2 separate regions of the Mus musculus genome follow, and region 2 is linked to region 1. The links are chromatin contacts, called in public HiChIP or PLAC-seq maps. All regions are on one chromosome and are shown on one strand. The core of a region is the stretch at or near the end of the contact, and the rest is flanking DNA. Distances in the headings are between cores, read along the strand shown.

Region 1 (5,539 bases), core at 1,260-3,759:
GAAACTGATTATAGAAAGTCGTACCACACATCTTTTCTGACCCAGATCTGTCACAGTCTACTCCCTTCCCCCCCCTTTTGAGATTGGGACTCAGGTAACCGAAGCTATCCCTCTTCTCCCTATGTAGCTAAGAATGACCTTGATTCTTGCTCCTTCCTTCATCTTATGTCACCATGCTCAGTTTATGTAGTGCTGGGAATGGAGCTTGGATTTCCAACCATCCAGGCAACCACTCCACTGTCTGAGTTACATCTCCAACCTGTTGTTACAGATGTTTGCCACAGTTTGGGTATATAGTCCGTGTACCTTGAAAAAGACAGTGTTCTGTTCATTTTTATCTTTTTTTTTAACATTTATTTATTTATTTAATATATATGAGCACACTATAGCTGTCTTCAGACACACCAGAAGAGGGCATCAGATCCCATTACAGATGGTTGTGAAGCACCACATGGTTGCTGGGAATTGAACTCAGGATCTCTTGAATAGCAGTCACTACTCCTAACCACCGAGCCATCGCTCCAGCCCCTTAGTGTTCTTTTCATAAGTGACAAAATGAACTCTAAAAAATAAGTTGCAACTGAGCATGGTGGCACATGCCTTTAATCCCAGCACTCGGGAGGCAGAGGCAGGCGGATTTCTGAGTTCGAGGCCAGCCTGGTCTACAAAGTGAGTTCCAGGACAGCCAGGGCTATACAGAGAAACCCTGTCTCAAAAAACAAACAAAAAAGTCGCATTACCTACTCTGGTAGCTTGGGCCTATAATTCCAATTACTTGGAGGCTTAGGCAAAAGAACCACAAGTTTAAGGATACCATGGGGAACTTGGTGAGACATTATTATTATTATTATCATCATCATCTATTATTCAAATGGGAGAAAGGTAAGGAAAGGACTATAAATAAAGACCTACCAGAGTAAAAAGAGAGATGAAGTCAGTGAAAACCTGAAGAAGTCTGACAGCTCCCAAATGTTGACAGTGTCCTTTCTCCCCATTAGGTGCTGCAGAGCTTCAAGATAATGGACTACAGCCTGTTGATGTCCATCCACAACATGGACCATGCACAGAGGGAGCCCACGAGCAATGACACACAGTACTCGGCTGACACGCGCAGACCAGCCCCACAGAAGGCGCTCTATTCCACAGCTATGGAATCCATCCAGGGCGAGGCTCGACGGGGCGGCACTGTGGAGACTGAGGACCAGTGAGTGGGCTTGGAAGCAGCAGCTGCTCACAGCACTGATGCTCATGGAGCCATTGACTTTAAAAGAATAGAAGAGGGAAAAAAAGTGTCCAAGTTTGTAGTGCACTGGGGAGAGCTCTCTAGGATGAAAAGATTGAGAGTGTTGTTTAGATCTAGAAGCTTAGGTGCGCACTATACATCTCATTCAGTTGTATTACGGCATATCACAGGCTTTCCTGCCAAAGGCCTCTCTCTCACTGTCTTGGGTTTGTCCAGTGGTTACAGTTACTAAAAGTTTCAGATGGTTTCATGTTTTAGATGTCTTACAACATGACTGCCAAGGAAAGTGTCTTAATGGGGACAAATTAAGATACCCAAGTAACAGCATGTTTGCTTTTATAGGGGGACTGCTCCAAAATTGCTGTGTAGTGGTGATTTTAGTCTTGATGGAGCTCTGTGGGAGAAGTACAGGAGGTTCTATGCATGCTCAGAGGGGCATAGTCTGGGGGATGAGGCAGCTGTTTAGTTCTTAGCTCCATGTCCAGATTCGGCTGACGTTAGAAGTCTCTCCCTGTAGTAAACACATTTTTCTAACTCTTTTCCTTTGCTTCTCCAGCATGGGTGGCATCCCTGCCCGGAATAACAAAGGAGAAAGGCTCCTGCTTTATATTGGCATCATTGATATTCTTCAGTCCTACAGGTGAGGGCATGTGGGTCACAGATTAGGACAGAGAGGACATGGCTAGCCACTCACGGCTTTTCCTTTTATTGATTTATTTATTTTTTTCATTTTGGGAATATGTTTTGCATTTTGCCTATATATATATATATATATATATATATATATATATATATATATATATATATATGTGTGTGTGTGTGTATGTATGTATGTATATATATATATATATGTACCACTCTAATGTCTGGTGCTTGTGGCGTGTAGAGAAAGGTGTTGAATCCCCTAGGACTGGAGTAAAGGTGGCTGTGAGCTACCTGTGGGTGCTGGGAACTGACCTAGATCCTCTCTCTTCAAGAGCAGCAAGTGCTCTTAACTGCTGAGCCACCTCTCCAGTCCTGGTACTCACTCTGTAGACCAGGCTGGCCTTGAACTCAGAAATCGCCTGCCTCTGCCTCCCAAGTGCTGGGATCAAAGGCATGCGCCACCACACCCAGCTCCCCACGTACTTCTTTATAAAGTTCCTCATGATGCAAGAACCCTGAGTCACGGTCTGGTGACCCATGGATTTTAGGTGGGTTTATTCCTCTTCGGCATGACGTGTCCTCTGTGGAATGCTTGGTCTGTCCTCAGGAGCACAGGGTGGAGCACTCCCTCTGCCTTGACTTTCGGGAGAAACCTTTGGGCTGAGTCATGCTCCACATAAGGAGATAGCTAGAGGCACATTCTCGTTTCCACAGGAAAATGAGATCTGTGTTATGTGAAAACCGCCTGTGGAAGATAGCGGCTGTGACGTGCTGGGAGGAGGAGCTGGAAATGCTAGGCTCTGTTCTATTCCGAACACATTTTCAGTACTGACGCAGACCGAATCTTTAATATTTAATTTACTGATTATTATCTAACTAAAACTTTTTTTTACATTTATTTGCTTATTGTATATGTTTGTGAACATTTATACTATAGCCAGCACGTGGAGGTCAGAGGACAGCTGTGGGGATTGGTTCAGGTCATCAGACTTGGTGGCAAGCGCCTTTACCCACTGAGCCATCTCACCAGACCTCTTACGCAAGTGTGGCTATACTTTCCCAGCTTTTTCCGCCTGTTCCTCCAGCTGCCTTTTCTCTCTTGGTTTGTGGTTTGTCCTGGTTTTGTTTTTGTTTTTTAGACAAGGTCTCCCATTGTAGCTCTGGCAGAGCTGGAGCTCATGGTGTGCTTGGTGACAGGCGTGTGTCCCTGTGCTTACTCAGCCTTCTCTAGCAGTTGAACCCAGGGCCTCAGACATTTGCTAGTTTTCCCTGACTCGTCAGGGAATTAGAAGCTGCCCTTCCCCCTGGCAGAATCATTGACTTAGCTAGAAGCAGCATTGGTCTCTGTGGACTAAGTACTACCTTGCCAGTTCTCTTGAAAGCCTATATATACAGTGGATGTGTTTATCTGTTGAAGGTTTTCTGTTATCATGGTCTTTTTAAGGTCTCTAAAATAAATAATTATTATAGTCTTTCACATAAAAAACCAGTGTGTGATACACATTTTTCTTGGCAGGTTTGTTAAGAAGTTGGAGCACTCTTGGAAAGCACTGGTCCATGATGGGGTGAGTGTAATGTCAGCTGAAGGCCTTCTTCCCACTTCTCCATTTTTTGCCATTTGTCCCCTCAGCAGTTTCTTCCTTTTTTTTTTTTTTTTTTTTTCATTTATGGGTTTTACCCCTCTGGTAGGGTTTCAATCTAAGAGAACAAGCTTTTTAACAACACAGCCTTCTGCTGGGCCTCTTTTTCTCTGTAGTTGTGTCTCCTATTCAAAAGACATGGCCTCTTTCCTGCTGGGCCTCTATTTAACCCTGTAGCCGTATCTTTGCTGGGCCTCTGTTAAGCCTGTAGCTATGTCTCCTCTTCAACAGGATACGGTGTCAGTGCATCGTCCAGGCTTCTATGCTGAGCGGTTCCAGCGTTTCATGTGCAACACAGTGTTCAAGAAGATTCCCTGTAAGTGGCTTCTACCAGATGATCCCCCAGTGGCTCCCTTCCCCCAAGACATGGGGGGCAAGACACCTCTGTCAGGGAGCTGCCAAGGCCAGAGGCCTCTCCTGCTCTGCCTACATCCTGTGAGCGCTGCTTCTCGTCCTTGTGTCAGTCACTGTCTGTCCCAGTGTTTCCGCGTTGCTGCTCCCCCCTGGCTCTCCCTACATGTATCGTCGAGGTGAGGGCTATTTCTGGGAAATTGGTGGGACTGGAAAAAATGGTGTAGTTGTGGATGTAGACTATGTGTGACGCAGGATCAGATGCCTAGAAGTAGACTTTTATGTAGGAAGGACTGGCAAGGATGTTAGCCATAATTTTCTTCCACGTCCAGGTGTCAGGCGTTTTCAGATTAGTCCAAGTGGTTGAAGCCTCGCTGATGACTGTTGAAGGAGTTTTTTAGTCATTCCTGCAACTTTCTCGATCCAGAAGTGCCGCAGTGTTCCGTTTTCAGACTTCCTGTTAGTGACACTGGCAGATTCCAGGCGCTGCTCCTGTGCTCTCACCATAGGCAGGAGTTGTTCCGTAGTGATGTGAAGAAGACCTAGACATTGCAGACAGGCTACAAGGTGCAGAAAGCTGTCTTCAAAGTGAAGCAGCAGTGGACATTTCAGTGCTGCATGCTAGGAAGGGGTAGACATGGTCGCCATAGGGTTGACTGGGTGATGCTGATGAAGAACAAGAGCATTCCATCAGTGAGAGCCGAGCAGAGAGCACTGTGTGTGTGTCACTTTCATCTTTGCAAAGTGAGGTGACTCGACCCTCTTCTCTGGGTAGTACTTTGTAAGCCTTCTTTCTACACTAACCCTTTTTCTACCTTTGCTCCAGAACAACTTTGGGTACGTGTTGGTGTCTGTCTTGGTGACGGTTTCTGAGGCAGGTGCTAAGTAGGCTCTCTCTCTCCCTTTTGAAGTGAAGCCTTCTCCTACCAAAAAGTTTCGGTCTGGCCCGTCTTTCTCTCGGCGATCAGGCCCCAGCGGCAACTCCTGCACCTCCCAGCTGATGGCCTCTGGGGAACACAGAGCACAAGTGACCACCAAGGCGGAAGTGGAGCCAGGTCAGCTCAGGGCTGGGTCCCCTCACACTGGACACTCTCCTGCCTCTGAGCCCTGGGTTCTCACCCTAGGACCTCTATACCCCATTTCTATGCAGTAAAAAACGTACTCGCCGTGTTGGTTTGTTTGGTTTAGTTTGGTTTGGTTTTTTTTGTTTTTTTGGAGACAGGGTTTCTCTGTGTAGCCCTGGCTGTTCTGAAACTCACTCTGTAGACCAGGCTGGCCTGGAACTCAGAAATCTGCCTGTCTCTGCAGCCTGAGTGCTGGGATTAAAGGCGTGCGCCACTACTGCCCAGCTATTCTTTGTTCTCAGTGAGACAGGGTCTTACTGTAGCCTAGGCTCTCCTGGAATTCACCATGTATATAGCCAAGCTGACCACAGCCTCATGGCCCTCTTTCCTCAGCCTCCCAGGTCCTGGGTTTACCGAGTGAGTCACCATGTCCCTGAGTCACTATACATCTTTCCCTGTTTTTTTCTGACCATAAAGTCTTTGATTTATTGATTCATTCTTTATTCATTGATTGCTTTTCTTTTCCTTTTTCTATAGATGTACACCTTGGGCGTCCTGATGTCTTACCTCAGACTCCACCTTTGGAGGAAATAAGT
Region 2 (5,539 bases), core at 1,010-3,509, 600 kb before region 1:
TAACTGGCCTCTACTTCTCTGCCTCTACTACCCTCTTCACTCCCCTCCCCATGCCCTGAATAAACTCTATTCTATACAACAAAAAAATAAATTAGGGAGTCCAACTTTTCCCAGAATAAATTTGACTTTGTGAGTTATCTCAATGTGCTCTTTTAAAAGCTATAAAATAGCTTTTTCCCCTCCCCAGGACAGGGGTCTCTGTGTAGCCCTGACATGCTCAAACTCAGAGCCGCGCCAGCACTGGACTAAGGCATGGTGTGCTCAGCCACTGGTGACTATCCTTGTCAAAGTCCTCTTTAAAAAAAAAAAAGATTAATTAATTAATTTATGTATATGAATCACTGTAGCTGTTTTCAGACACACCAGCAGAGGGCATCCGATCCCATTACAGATGGCTGTGAGCCACCATGTGGTTGCAAGGAATTGAACTCAGGACCTTCAGAAGAGCAGTCAGTGCCCTTTTAACCACTGAGTGACCCCTTTTGTCAAATTCTTTTTTTTTTTTTAATTAGGTATTTTCCTCATTTACATTTTCAATGCTATCCCAAAGGTCCCCCATACCCACCCCCCCAATCCCCTACCCACCCACTCCCCCTTTTTGGCCCTGGCGTTCCCCTGTACTGGGGCATATAAAGTTTGCAAGTCCAATGGGCCTCTCTTTGCAGTGATGGCCGACTAGGCCATCTTTTGATACATATGCAGCTAAAGACAAGAGCTCCCGGGTACTGGTTAGTTCATATTGTTGTTCCATTTTGTCAAATTCTTATGCCATAAGTTTTTCTTTCCCTTGACATCGATACATTCTCTTTTAACTCTCTAAGCAGTTTCTTTTTTAAAAATTATTTATGTTTATGTGTTCATGCACACGTGTATACACAGGTGTCTGCAAAGGCCAGAAGAGAGCTTTGTGTCCCCAAAGCTGGAGCTACAGCCAGTTGTAAGCCACTCTGCATGGGTGCTCTGAACTGAACTATGGTCCTCTGCAAAAACATGCAACAATCTTTTGTTGTTGTTGTTGTTGTTGTTTTTCCAAGGCAGGGTTTCTCTGTGAAGTCCTGGCTGTCCTGGAACTCACTCTGTAGACCAGGCTGGCCTCAAACTCAGAAATCTGCCTGCCTCTGCCTCCTAAGTGCTGGGATTAAAGGTGTGCGCCACCACTGCCTGGCAACATCTAACATTCTTAACTCTTAACCAACTCTCTAGCCCCTGCACCCCAATTTTTAAGGTGCACTTGTGTTTTGTCTGCATGTATGTCTGTGTAAAGGTAATGGACCTGTGGAGTTACAGACAGTGTGGGCTGCCATGTGGTGCTGGGAATTCAATCTAGGTCCTTTGGAAGAGCTCTTAACCACTGAGCCCACTCCAGCCCAAATTCTTTTCTTTTTTTAAGGCAGGGTCTCACTCTGTAGACCAGGCTGGCCTCCAAGTCAGAGCTCCACTTGCCTCTGCCTCCCAAGCACCAGCACTTGTGGCGTATTTCTCTCACGAAAGCTGACACCACCATAGCCAGCTTCTGCTCTGTATAGGTCACAACACAGAAAGGAAGAGAGAGACCAGGCTTCAACCACCAAATGTGGAGGAGGGGAAGCTGGCGAGCAAGAAGGGCTCCCCAGAATTCAGCATTACCAAGGTGTTCCTCAGAGTAGCTGTTGGGAGAGTTGGTCTTTTGTGTGCCCAAGTGGATGCCCAGGACAAAACAAAACAAAATTCAAACCAATCCACATCACACACAGAGACAGACACACACACACACACACACACACACACACACACACACACACCCTCATTTCAACACAGTTGTTTCCCTGTTTCTGTTTCACTGCTTCATGAGGGATTTCTGAGAAATGAGAACACGTCACTTCCCACAGCCTCTGTGTTTGTTCGTTGTTTTAAATTTTGTTTCATCTTATTTTCTTTGGAATTTTCTTTTTGTAGCCCAGGCTGGCCTGAAACTGGAGGCAATCCTTTTGTGTCTGTCTCTCATGTGTTTAAATTACTAGCATGGCTTATGGTGATTTGTTTGTTTTGAATGAAGAGACGGGAGCGGAAGGGCAGGAGGAGCTCGCAAGCTCATACTAAGTAATCCAGAATGTTCCACACTAGGAGAAACACCACTCTGTATGCAGTCACCTGCAGGCTGCGTCTGGGCTCAGACCTGGGCTTCTCTGGGTCAAAAGGAAGTAAACAAGACTACCATCCTCAGGAAATGTGCACAAACCTAACAGCTGCTTCTCTGTGGCAGCCCAGCTGGCTCTCCCTCCCATCAATACTTCTAGGGCAGAGACTGCTCCAGGCACATTGGCCCATGCTTATAATCCTAGCAAGCGGTGGTGGCTAAGGCAGGAGACTGCTGCAAGTTTGAGGCCCACCCAGTACACACAGCAAACCATGTTTTTTTCTTTTTTTAAAAAAAGCTGCAGTCAGGCAGTGGTGGCGCACGCCTTTAATCCCAGCACTCGGGAGGCAGAGGCAGGCAGATTTCTGAGTTCGAGACCAGCCTGGTCTACACAGAGAAACCCTGTCTCGAAAAAAACAAAAACAAAACAAAACAACCAAGCCGCAGCTTCTGCAACCAGTTAGAAGCTTTCTCCTGGACTGTTTTCTTGCTCCCTTGCCCAGCACACCTTGCCCCAGGCTAACTTGAATAAACACACACACACACACACACACACACACACACACACACACACACACACGTGAGCACAGGAGGGCTGGGGCGAGATTCTGAATGGGGAATGCTGCCCCAGCCAGTCAGGGGACCAGGAGCTGAGATCTCCCCAACAGGCTTGGTGATTAATACCGGCAGGGCAGCCAAAACAATGAGCTCATGGGCAAGAAAAATGCAGTCCGTGGGGGAAGTCTGGGCAGCCAGAGCAAACTGGTTTTCTGAATCAGGATGGGAAGAGCAGTAATTGAGTCTCCCACGGGAACAAAATGACGACTAGAAGCCACCAGGAATTTAGTCGCTTTCGGGGGTTGTTCCTACTGAATTTTGTTTTGCAGAGTGGAGCTCTTGGTCCTATGCTCAAAACCCTGCTTGCTTTCCCTGGCTGTGAGAGTCTGGACAGTGAAGGACCAAGCAGCTGTGAGAATCCAGCTCTACTCTAACAGGCTATACATACAGAAACTTAGGTAAGGACGTGGCAGTAATCCCAGCATTTACTAGACTCAGCCCATGGAACAAGAATGTCTCAAGTAAGACAAGGCACTCAATACAGCTAGTCAATCAATGTTACTATCACAGCCCCCACAGTACATCGTGGGGGTCATGTCAGTTGTTCCCCATCTGACGTATAGAGCTGACAGGGAGCTAGGTCGAAGCTGATGTGTAGCCAAATGCCAGAATATATAGCACTATTTGTCATGGTCCCAGGAGAAAAAGTAAAACTCCAGACTAGACTTTTGGGTAGGTGAGGACCCAGCAGTTAGGAAACATATGGTGTTCTTTACAGAAACCAGTTTGTGTCCCAGTACGCGAAGTAGACAGCTCACAAATACCTGATTCCAGCTCCTCACTCAGGATCGACCCACTCAATCCACATTCACTCTCTCTCACATACCGGTACTTAAAAATAAACAAAGCCATGAACCTTTAATCTCAGCATTTGGGAGAGAGATCCTGGGAGTTCAAAACCAGCATGATCTACTGGTCTATATAGTGACTTTTTTTTTTTTTTTTTTTTTTTGAGACGGTTTCTCTGTATAGCCCTGGCTGTCCTGGAACTCACTCTGTAGACCAGGCTGTCCTGGAACTCACTCTGCCTGCCTCTGCCTCCCAAGTGCCAGGATTAAAGGCGTGCGCCACCACTGTCAGGCTATATAGTAACTTTCAAGCAGACTAAGGCTATGTATTGAGACCCTGTCCCGAAAATAAAGACAGAAGGGTGTGGTGACACATGCCATAAATCCTAACACCTAGGAGGCAGGGCAGGTAGATAGATCCCTTTGAGTCTGAGGCCAGCCTGGGTTACATAACAAGAGCTTCATAGCGAAGCCTGTCTCAAAAACTAAAATAAGTAAAAGGGATTCCAAGACATTTCCCAGCTGTTGGGAACGATTATTATTTTGTAGAAACTCACAGGAGTCAATGGTAGGAAAGAAAGACGGCTACAAGTTTGAGGCCAGTTTGGTCTATATACAGATTTGTAAGCCAGTCAATACGACTTTAAAGAGAGCCAAAACAACACAACTCCCTCACAAATTCTTTCTCTTTTACCCCAGAACTATTAGTGTATAGCCTGGTGGGGTAGCAAAGGTCTTTAATTTCAGCATGTCAGAGGTGAGGGCAGAAAGGTCAGAAGTTCAAGAGTAACCTTGACCAGGCTACCCTGTGTCAAATCATTAGTAAAGAATTACTGGGGCTGGAGAGATGGCCCAGCGGTTAAGAACACGGTCTGCTCTTCCAGAGGTCGTGATTCCCAGCAATCACATAGTGGCTCACAACCATCTGTAATGGGATCTGATGCCCTCTTCTAGTGTGTGTCTGAAGACTGCTGTAGTGTACTCATATAAATAAATTTAAAAAAAGGCTTACTGATCCAGAGCCAGCTCCTTCTCCCTTGACTCAGGTAAGAGTCAATGGAGCCCAGGTTTGCCTGGGCAATGCAGTGACACTTGGAAACAAAACACTCAAGTCTCAGTGTCCTTTGACTCACCAGCCTCCCTGCGGATGCCCCTCCCCCTCCCAGATGCTTCGAATAACTGAGATAAGCTAAGCTAACACTGTAACTACTGTGAACTAAGAGAACTAAGTTTTCAGATCTCTAGAGAAGCCTTTGAAGAGGGGGTGGGGGAGGTTCATGAAGGCAGCATTCTGAAATCACTGAACAAGTGAAGCCCTGAAACACTAGAATATTCTACAGATCCTTCAGCTCCAGGAACTACCTGTGCTTTGGGCATCTGGCTAAAGCCATGCTGTACACTAATGGGACTTCTTAAATGTTCATGTTTATAAAATTCTCCAGTTATCAAATCTTGTTTTAGCCGGGCGTGGTGGCGCACGCCTTTAATCCCAGCACTCGGGAGGCAGAGGCAGGCGGATTTCTGAGTTCGAGGCCAGCCTGGTCTACAGAGTGAGTTCCAGGACAGCCAGGGCTACACAGAGAAACCCTGTCTCAAAAACAAAACAAACAAAAAAAAAAAACAAAAAACAAAAAACAAAAAAAAAAAAAAAAACAAATCTTGTTTTAGAGTTTTTAAGCTGGCTTTGTGGCTGCCTCATGCTAGGATGTGAGGCAGAGGCAAGACTTCCATTCCATGTTTGATCTCAGCCTGGGGTGGAGTGCCTATGTATCTCAAGAAAAAGGGGAAAAGGCTGGGAGGTGGGGGGGGGGGGGGCAGGATGGCAGTGAGGATGCAGGAGACTGGACTTGGGACCTTGCAAAGGTTAAATATACACCCTTCATGGGTGTCACTCCCACTTTGGAAAAGATTCTTCAGTAACAGCATGACCTAGAGTGAGTTACCTAGAGTGAGTGGACCAGACAAGCAGGTGTAGCTTAGCCGAACAATATTCGAGGCTGTGGTTTAAACTCCAATA

What was found. HiChIP or PLAC-seq counts read pairs in DNA pulled down with a chosen protein or histone mark.
Region 2: a contact with region 1 is called in an HNF4G HiChIP or PLAC-seq map of pancreatic cancer cells. The contact joins two enhancer-like sites. A contact is called at or near these places in 1 of 115 datasets of contacts at active chromatin or transcription factors (pancreatic cancer cells) and 1 of 9 other capture datasets (adipose tissue).

What each region holds. Positions count from the first base shown.
Region 1 is chr3:95,063,726-95,069,264 of GRCm38.p6, reverse strand. It overlaps Pip5k1a (phosphatidylinositol-4-phosphate 5-kinase, type 1 alpha), which reads left to right. Exons shown (of 15, transcript NM_008847.3): 8 at 999-1,204; 9 at 1,800-1,883; 10 at 3,405-3,453; 11 at 3,760-3,844; 12 at 4,791-4,934; 13 at 5,481-5,539. Among named protein-coding and RNA genes, the nearest start is that of Psmd4, 24 kb to the right of the region's middle. Within about 2 kb of position 2,509, at least 93 of the 459 cell types and tissues checked have an H3K27ac peak or open chromatin away from gene starts, as enhancers often do. A contact at or near this core is called in adipose tissue and pancreatic cancer cells, where this site is marked.
Region 2 is chr3:95,665,456-95,670,994 of GRCm38.p6, reverse strand. No RefSeq gene overlaps it. Among named protein-coding and RNA genes, the nearest start is that of Gm52627, 3.9 kb to the left of the region's middle. Within about 2 kb of position 2,259, at least 258 of the 459 cell types and tissues checked have an H3K27ac peak or open chromatin away from gene starts, as enhancers often do. A contact at or near this core is called in adipose tissue and pancreatic cancer cells, where this site is marked.